Regions from separate parts of the Mus musculus genome. Here all the other regions are linked to region 3. Evidence: chromatin contacts called from public Hi-C and HiChIP or PLAC-seq data. All regions are on one chromosome and are shown on one strand. The core of a region is the stretch at or near the end of the contact, and the rest is flanking DNA. Distances in the headings are between cores, read along the strand shown.

Region 1 (2,959 bases), core at 460-2,959, 40 kb before region 3:
TCCCTCCCACAATTACCTCCTCCCCTTCTCCTCAGTGAAGGGGATGGCCTATTTGGGTACCACCCCACCATGGGACATTAATTTGCATTCTCTCCCACTGAGGCCAGACAAGACAGTTCAGTTAGGGGAAGGGGGTCCAGTGGCAGCCAACAAAGTCAGAGACATCCCCCACTCCAATTGTTAGGGATCCACATGAAGACCAAACTGTACATCTGCTACAGATGTGTAGGGAGACTAGGTCCAGCCCCTGAATGCTCTTTGGTTGGCAGTTCAGTCTCTGTGAGCCCCTATGGGCTGAACTCAAAACTTTTAAATTCTGCTGGGCATGGTGGTGCACGCCTTTATTCCCAGCTCTTGGGAGGCAGAGACAGGTGGATCTCTGTTCTAGAGCAGTCTGATCTACAGAGAAATTCCTGGACAGCCAAGGTTACATAAAGAAACTTTGCCAACTTTTAAATTCTTTATATGTATAGGAGCTTGCCTGTATGTATGTGTGTGAACCATGTGTGTACCCAGTGCCTATGGGGACTAGCAGAGGGCATCAGATGTGGAATGATGGGTGGTTGTGAGTTAACATGTGGGTGCTAAGAATGGAACCTGGGTCCTCTGAAAGAGCAGTCAGTCATCTTAACTGTTGAGCCATCTTTCTAGTCCCTTAAAACTTTTTTGAGACAGGTCTCACTTGTGTTGCCCAGGCTGACTGTGGGCCTCCTGAATAGCTGCGATTACAAGTGTGCCTCAGCTGGCCTAAGAACTCAGACACTGGGTCGATATAAGGTCATAAGTGGTAGTTTGTTCTTTAACTTATGATTCATAACTCAGAATAAGTATTACAATAGAATTACATTAATGAAAACTTAAAAATCTATGTGTCCGTATAAAGGATTCTCTTAGATGGAAGGGAAGACAGGTGGAGTACAAAAATATTATACAAAAATTTGCAAGAAATTTTATGTAAAGAGAGTGAAAGCTCTTAAGTTGTTTAAGATTATTTTTATTTTATGTACATGAGTGTTTTTCCTGCATGAATGTCTGTGCACCATGTGTATGTTTAGTGCCAGTGGATGCAAGAAGTTACCAGATGCCCTGGAACTGGAGTTACAGATCATTGAGAACCACTATGTGGTGCTAGGAACCAAACACTGATCCTCTGCAAAAGCAATATGTACTCTTAACCACTGGGCAGGCTCCCTAACTCCTAAAAGTAATTTGAAAAGCATTACAATGTATTAGGTACCTCAAAAGGGTTTCATTTGCTCAAACCTGGGAGCACACCCTACACTCCTCTCAAAGGCTTGACAAGTGTACAGAGCTGAGCTTGCTGTCTTTAGAGTTCATAATCTATGAGTTCAGAAAAATCAAAAGGTACAGGGCAGGTTTAAAAATTTTAAAAGTATATAGTCTTTTTGTTGTCAATCTTGTGTAGCTACGCTGAACAGACTCTTAGCAGCCATGGTATCACATGCAGGAAACCACAGAGTTAGCTGAGCTGCTATTTCTGTCCACCACATTCATGCCAAAAACAGGCTGGCTTTCTAACTAAGGCAAAATTAATACCAAATCATTATAATACCATCATTTATACACTTTATTCCTGAGATCATACAATGAAATGTGAGAGAATTAAGGGTGAGCCAAGATACTGATTGCCTTAAGTTCAAGATCAGCCTGGGCTACAATAGACCTCTGATGAGTTATCTCTACCCATCAGTAGCCCTGTGTGCTCCAATTCTTAAAGGATACAGTCTTTAAGCCATGATATGAAGAAGACAAACTGGTCTGCTCATTTTATCCATATTTGGGGGACACTTATGCTTTTGAAATATCACAAAGATGGATTCTGAGTCCTTCAGTAGAACACGCCAGAAACACCCATTTTATTCTTCCTGATACCAGCCTCTTTCACATAAACTGCACAGACTGGGTACTCTGTTCCTCACCCTGTGAAGGAGTCTAATCATCTCTTAAATTCCTTCAGGCTTCACATACAATGTACAGGGACCACAGAGTGTAAGAAGCTGTCAACAGTACAACACAGCACATACCAGAGGCTCTAACCATGCCTCACAGCCCCTACTCTGAAACAATCTTTTAGTACTCTTCTCTGTTTATTTTCTCTGATCTACATCATTCTTCCAACCCTAATAAACAGAAAAATAAAGAATATACCAAAATTGTCATCCTTCAGCCTCCATGCTTGTACAGTGGGGACTGAGTTTCCAGGACATGAAACTTAGAGGGTAAGCCATACCCAAGCTGTAGCCATGTTGGTAGGGCTCTGACACTGTCTGAAGCCTCCACCATCTGCAGGAGGTTTTAGTAGCTATCAGCCTTCATTTTGCTTACTCCAGTTTTCCCTGATGTGAGAACATCAGTAAGAAATTTGGCATCTACTCAATGTTTACCACAGAGCAAGTCCTGCATTGAGAGCTGGAAATGAAGCCAAAAGGTATCAGACTCTTGCACACTGCTGGCAGGGATGAAGACTGGAGCAGCTGCTTTGGAAAGCAATTTGGCAGTTCTTCAAAAGGTTAAGGAAAAACTGAGCGTGTGACCCAGCAGTTCCATTTCTAGGTATGCAGTCAAAAGAACTGAGAACAAATGTCCACACATGAATTTGGACCTGTTCCACATGTTCATAGCAGCATTCCTTGTAATAGTAAAAAATGGAGAAAATTCAAATACCTATCATCTGGCGAGCAGATAACAGAGTATGCTGTCCTATACAACAGGCTATTACTTGATCATAAAAAAATGAAGGGATGGGGATGGAACTTTAGTATCATGTCTGCCTAGCACACACAGGCCCTGGATTCAATTCCCAGAGCCATGGAGACTGACTAGGAGGCCCATACCTATAATCCCAGCACTCAAAAGGCAAAAGCGGAGGGATCAAAATTTAAGGTCATCCTCCTCAGCTATAGTGTAAGTTCAAGATCAGCCTGGGCTACAAGAGACC
Region 2 (3,087 bases), core at 54-2,553, 58 kb after region 3:
TAAGGGCTCACAACTGTTTTTAAATCCAGTTCCAGGGGAATCTGTCATCCTTAGGCACTGCACAAGCCTGGTTCACAGATGCACAAACATATGTACAGGTAAAATACCCATACATATAAAATAAAACTGAAGGGAAAAGTTAAATTTAAAATAACATGAATACACATGATAAAATAACTTAAAAACATGGTACTGTAGCTCTAGCTTATCTGATAGAGTGCTGATTCTAATGAGCACAAAACCGTAGCACCACTTGAAACCATGAATGGTGCCACATGCCTGTATTTCTATAACTTGGGAGGTGGAGACAGGAAGTTCTGGGCTATTGTAAGTAGTTCCAGGTAGTCTGGGCTACTGTAAGACTCGGTGAAGAAGGAGGCGGGGGTGGAGGAGGAGGGAGAAGAGGAGGAGAAGGGAGAGGAGGAGGAGGGGGAGGGGGAAGGGGAGGGGAGGGGGAGGAGGAGGAGGAGGAGGAGGAGGAGGAGGAGGAGGAGGAGGAGGAGAAGGAGAATAAAAACACTTTTAGCTTTTAATTCCAGCACTTGAAAAGCAGAGGCAAGCAGTTCTCTGAATTCAAGGCCAGCCTGGTCTACAGAGTGAGCTCTAGGATAGCCAGGGCTACACAGAAGAACCCTGTCTGGGATGGGGGGTGGGAGGGGGAATTATTCACTCTTAATTTCATAGTACCAACTGTTGTCCAACATCTGGCTTTCTGGTGGCTACACCTGGGGCATCATCAAACTGAAGTGGGGGGAGGGAGAGTAAAAGTATCCAAAGGTATCGGATTCCAGCAGAGAGGTGAAGCTTGGGTGTTAACCACAAATTGTCAAGTTTGATCAAAGGACTTACCCTGAAAAGGAGAAGCCACAGATCTTGGCTGGGAAAGAGGAATGGATGGGAGAACACAAAATAGAGACAGGAGTTGGGAAAGCAGGTTGAGAGCAACCCAGAGCACCTTGTCTAGGTGGGATAATTCCAACCCAGGGCACTACAAACATCCTGTTCCAGTGGCTGAAATTCTCTCATAAAAGGCCAAATGGTAAAGCGTTTCAAAGCCTGCATTTTGGAGCCAGGAAACCTCAGTGCTCAGACAACCATAATTACTGACGTGTGATCATGAACCATAAACTTCAGTTTATCACAAACTGATGGTTTCTCAGAGAAAAGTAAAGGTGTGACTGTGTGACACTGACAGACTGTAGAGCTCTTAGCGCAGTGGTTGGCAGCAGTGAGTGTCAGCCAGGGAGCTAGAGAAAAGGCTCAGCTGGGAAAGGCGGTGGCTGACCACCAAGACTGCTGACCTGAATTACTGACCCTGGGACCCACGTGGTAGAATGAGAGACCCCACCCCTCGGGTTGTCCACATGTGCACTGTAGCATGTTTGAGCCTTCTCCCCACTGATTACACTAATGTTAAAAATGTTAGCTAATATTATTAGCCTTGGTCAGAAGCTTTCTAATTTGGCTCTGGGATGTTCCAGAGACATGTACAAACACGTTTATTCACACTTTATTCACATCCCATTTTTTTTAAACCGTAACCCTATCCACTTTTTTTCTGTCATTTTCTTTCTTCTCAACATTTTTATTTACTTATTTGTGTGTGTGGGGGGGCACTTTTTCTGATGTTTTCTTTACTTTGTTTTCTTTCTTTCTTTCCTTCCTTCCTCCCTTCCTTCCTTCCTTATTTTTCCATACAGGGTCTCATGTACCCTAGACTGACCTGGAGCTCACAAAGTGGCTGAGGATAACCTTGTAATTCTGCTCTTTCTGCCTCTGCCTCCGCCTCCCAAGTGCTAGGATTACAGGAGTAACTATATGCTCAGCTAGGCTTAATTCTTACTCATTAAGAATCTTATACGTGAGTCAGGCGGTGGTGGCGCACGCCTTTAATCCCAGCACTCGGGAGGCAGAGGCAGGCAGATTTCTGAGTTTGAGACCAGCCTGGTCTACAAAGTGAGCTCCAGGACAGCCAGGGTTACACAGAGAAACCCTGTCTCGAAAAACAAAACAAAACAAGACAAGACAAAACAAAACAAAACAAAACAAAACAAAACAAAACAAAACAAAACAAAACAAAAGAATCTTATACATAAGATGTCTTCCACCTTGTTGAGGCCAAGTACCCCATCTTAGAAATAAATATCTCACCGGGGCTAATAAAATAGCTCAAGAGAGTGAAGGTGCTTCAGCTAGCCTGGCAACTCGAGTTTGATTCTTGAGACCCAAATGGCGAAATGAAAGAACCTGTTCATAACAACAGCCACACATATACATAGACCCACAAATAATTACATACTTGAGATTTTTTAAATATTTAAAAGAATTAGAATTAGGTTAGAATTAATAATATTTGTGGGGAAGCTGTTCTGAGAATTCATACAAATCAAATAAAGGAAATGGCAAAGTAGGTGTAGGAAAACATACAACATGATCCCTAGGAAGTTTATTCTAGAGATACATTTAAAATATTTATTTCAGACATTAAAAAAAATCAGCTATGCTGGCTACTCCATCCATTTCAAAGGTTAAGTCACTCATCTCTGAGTGAATGGTCCCAGTATAGAAGATCCCAGGTGGGCTGACTGCTCTGGGCTTGAACAATGTGGTAAAAGTTGGTCTGAGATCATATTTCCCTTGCTCCCACCCCTTTTGTAATCACTAGTGTATCAACCATCTGCACAGGGATAAAATTTACACTTGTACCCAGTGGCTATCAAAAGATTAGGCTGTTCTCAGAGAAGGACTTATGACACAGAAAGACAATAAAAGTTTATTTTATAATCACAAAAGAGAAAGGGTCTAAAAAATAAAAAGCAGGGCTTGCAAGATGGCTCAGCAGGTAAGAGTACTTGCTGCCAAATTTGCCGATCTGCAAGTGCCATAAAAACAAGAAACCAATCAACCAGTAACAAACAATGATATTTCTATCAATTACTTTTGTTATTACTGTAATGATAAACTTGACAAGCAATTTAGAGTGGGGAGGTTTATTTCAGCTGGGAAAACATGGCGGTAGGAGACAAAGAGGATAGTTACATTGTGTCTATAGACAGCATACAGAGAGCAGGAAGGAACTGGGACCAT
Region 3 (2,839 bases), core at 326-2,825:
GCTGGTATTTAAATAGTTTAAACATTTTTAAAAATTAATAATCTTAATATTAGCCCACTAGCAAGCTTACCCTAATTTCATCATTGATAACGATGCAAATTCAGAAAAGTAAGAAACACACTAAGTGTTTGTCATTAATGTAAGCATAACTATTTGTAAAACTAATTTTGTTTGCGTGGTGTCGGGGATTGAATCCAGAACTCTTAATTTCTAACCTTAACCACATCAGAAAACCTTTGTACAGTTATAGCGCCAAAGATTGCATTCACATCTGTGGAAAACATTTAAAGCCAAAACTAAAGCCTAAAGCTCTACCAACTCCAAAAATTAATAATAGAAAGCTAAGTAGTTTAAGTTCAAAGATTTTAAACATGCCCAAATACTTTAACCTGGAGGGGTGGAATGCTAGACTAGGTTCTAATACTGGTACTCAAGGCACAACTATTTCTGGTGGCGCTGCTACAAACATTCAGTTTTACACCCTTAAAACCATGAGTTGTCAAGTCAGTCTCTCAATCTGGGTTTCTCTCGTTTCGATGTAATGACTTACACTTGCAAATTTCAAATTAAAATATAAGATTTATTTGGACAGTAACGGTTTCTCCTCAACTTTTTCTTTTTTTTCCATACTCATAAGAAGCACACCAACAACTGACCTAAATACACGTCCCATGTCGTCAGGCCTTTTAATGTAAGCAGTGTCCTCTAGAGACATATAACAATACTGCCAATGTGTGAGGCATTGATTTGTAGTTGTTTTTCCATCCGAGCTATGGATTTGTGCTCAGCTACTCACGACGTCTACTAGGTCCCCCTGGTGACCAAACAGTGCACCAAAGCAGCAGGAGGGTTCTAAAGCCTACTGACAGCGGAACAGAAAATCATGAAAAATTAACACGGCAACAGTACACACGACGTGACTGTGAATTGCGTTCGCACTGCTGGCGGGCTGAGTGAAGAGCCGTACAACGGTCACCATCCCCTTTTTGCAAAAGCATCGCCTCGATCGAGCTTGCCTACTCCTCCCTCCCATTTAAACCAGAGATGTGATGAGAACACCAAACCCAGGGGATCTGCACGAGGCACAGCTACTGGCTGGGACTTGGGGAACCACTGGTATGACAATCGGTCACGATTCTGTGGAGCATGGAGGAATGACACACCACCCTTTCCTACCCCAGACACAGAGTCAGGAATGGCAGGTCGAGGGGGGGCCCTTGGGGAAAGCGGGAGAGCACGCAGAGGAGGGACCGCGGCGCGTCCGGGGCCGGGACTCAGAGGGGCTCAGGGCTGGGGCGGCGCCCGAGGAGCGGGACCAGGGCTGGGAGGGCGCGCCGCCAGGTGCCGGTCCGCAGGAGGCGGCGGGGCGCGCACGGAGGGAGGACGGGGCGCTGAGTCCCGCGTGGCGCGGAGCGGAGGGCGCGTGGCGGGGCCGCGGCCGGCCTACCTGGAGGTAATGGGGTTTCCTCAGCCAGGCCCCCGCGCAGAGACTCCTCGCCATGGCACTCACATCGCCCCGCCGCGCCGCAGTCGGAGGCGGACCCGAGCGCGGCCGCCCGCCGGCCTCCCCGCCCCTGCCCCGCCGGCCCGCCCACGGCCCGCCCCCGGCGCGCGCTCCCCGGGGCCGCGCTGCGGCGAGGGCGGCGGGTAGCGGAGGCCGGCTCCGCGCGCAGAACCCCACCCCCACCGCCAGCCGCGGCGGTCGTCAAGGCGCGGGCGCGGGGCTCCGCCATAAAGGGGAGTCGAGCCTCGCGTCCGCCGACACAAATCCGCCTGCGCCTCCGTGCTTAAAGGGGAGGCGCGGACGGGGGAGGGGTACGGCCGAGGCGGGTGCGAGCAGCACGGGGGTGCGCAAAACGTGGGCTCCGTGGAGCGCCCACTTCACTGTGAGGCTTGCGGCTTCACGCGCGGAGTCCCGCCGTCCGCGCTCTGGACCTGTGCGAGCGGATTGCACGGAAATTCTGTGGATGCTTAGAGCTGCATCCTAGGCGACCAACTAACTCATAGATCCTCTCCAGGGAAAGGAGGCTCTCCGGAGACGCGACCACCGCTATCTAGGGGAGGAAGGGACTCCTTCCCGCTCAGTTCTGCGTGGCCTTCCAGACACTTCGCCTCTTTGCGTACCTTAAATTTAATGCAATTTTTTTCTTTTATTTCTTTTTCTTTCTTTTTTACCATTTCGACTTTTTGAAGTTTGCATTGTTTGCAAAACAGCCTCAGAGTTTTCTTGCCTCTACCACAGAATCATGATTCACACGTTAAATACATAATTAAATAAATAAATGCCGGATAAATACAGTGAAGGCAGGAGACCTTCTAGGATATAGCAGAGCAGCTCAGTTAAGGCTATACACCTCAAGGCGTTGCTTTCTTCTGTTGACACTGATGGCCAAATAAGGGAGAAGGGGCCACCCTGGGAGGAGTACAGCTATTGATCTGAGTGACTTCAATGCAGGGAGATGCAGGTCCTACTTCATTTTTTTCCCTTGCTATGCCGTACTTTATGTTTCTAGTGCTTTCAGTTTCTGGAAACAGGTCTTTAACCTGGATAATATTTTGTTACTCGCAAAGAAGTGCATGAGCCACTGACTTTCACTTTTAATTAAATGACTTCAGTAATTTCTAAAGTAAAAGTAAATATGAGCTGGGCATGGTGACTCATGCCTGTAATTCCAGCACTTGGCCAACCGGAGCTACTTAAGACAAAGACAGACAAAGGGAGGGAAGGAAGAAGGAGGAAAGGACGGATCCTACCGGTTTCCTTTAGTTGTTTTTTTGTTTTTTGTTTTTTTAAAGATTTATTTATTACTTATTATATGTAAGTACACTGTAGCTGTCT

What was found. Hi-C and Micro-C count contacts between places; a contact is called where the count stands out from the background. HiChIP or PLAC-seq counts read pairs in DNA pulled down with a chosen protein or histone mark.
Region 1: a contact with region 3 is called in a Hi-C map of uterus, with 2.8 times the contacts expected there. The contact joins the enhancer-like site here to the promoter of Dipk1a in region 3. A contact is called at or near these places in 17 of 39 promoter capture datasets (the 3T3-L1 cell line, 3T3-L1-derived adipocytes, the C10 cell line and 14 more), 2 of 15 datasets of contacts at CTCF or cohesin (CD8 T cells and the NIH/3T3 cell line), 31 of 484 Hi-C or Micro-C datasets (B cells, CD4 T cells, CD8 T cells and 19 more), 20 of 115 datasets of contacts at active chromatin or transcription factors (the 230-238 cell line, CD8 T cells, the HPC-7 cell line and 11 more) and 4 of 9 other capture datasets (adipose tissue, embryonic stem cells, liver and 1 more).
Region 2: an H3K4me3 HiChIP or PLAC-seq map of embryonic stem cells shows a contact between it and region 3, with 23 read pairs. The contact joins the enhancer-like site here to the promoter of Dipk1a in region 3. A contact is called at or near these places in 3 of 39 promoter capture datasets (the 3T3-L1 cell line and macrophages), 1 of 15 datasets of contacts at CTCF or cohesin (the G1E-ER4 cell line), 2 of 484 Hi-C or Micro-C datasets (embryonic stem cells and large pre-B cells), 6 of 115 datasets of contacts at active chromatin or transcription factors (the 230-238 cell line, the SCID.adh cell line, bone marrow-derived macrophages and 2 more) and 1 of 9 other capture datasets (adipose tissue).

The regions. Positions count from the first base shown.
Region 1 is chr5:107,945,197-107,948,155 of GRCm38.p6, forward strand. All of the region lies in intron 1 of Dipk1a (divergent protein kinase domain 1A), which reads right to left. Among named protein-coding and RNA genes, the nearest start is that of Gm26387, 39 kb to the left of the region's middle. Within about 2 kb of position 1,710, at least 57 of the 459 cell types and tissues checked have an H3K27ac peak or open chromatin away from gene starts, as enhancers often do. A contact at or near this core is called in CD8 T cells, the HPC-7 cell line, adipose tissue and 5 more, where this site is marked.
Region 2 is chr5:108,043,343-108,046,429 of GRCm38.p6, forward strand. No RefSeq gene overlaps it. Among named protein-coding and RNA genes, the nearest start is that of Mtf2, 21 kb to the right of the region's middle. Within about 2 kb of position 1,304, at least 20 of the 459 cell types and tissues checked have an H3K27ac peak or open chromatin away from gene starts, as enhancers often do. A contact at or near this core is called in the SCID.adh cell line and embryonic stem cells, where this site is marked.
Region 3 is chr5:107,985,502-107,988,340 of GRCm38.p6, forward strand. It overlaps Dipk1a (divergent protein kinase domain 1A), which reads right to left and starts at 1,576. Exons shown (of 5, transcript NM_026062.4): 1 at 1,448-1,576. The coding sequence starts at 1,501.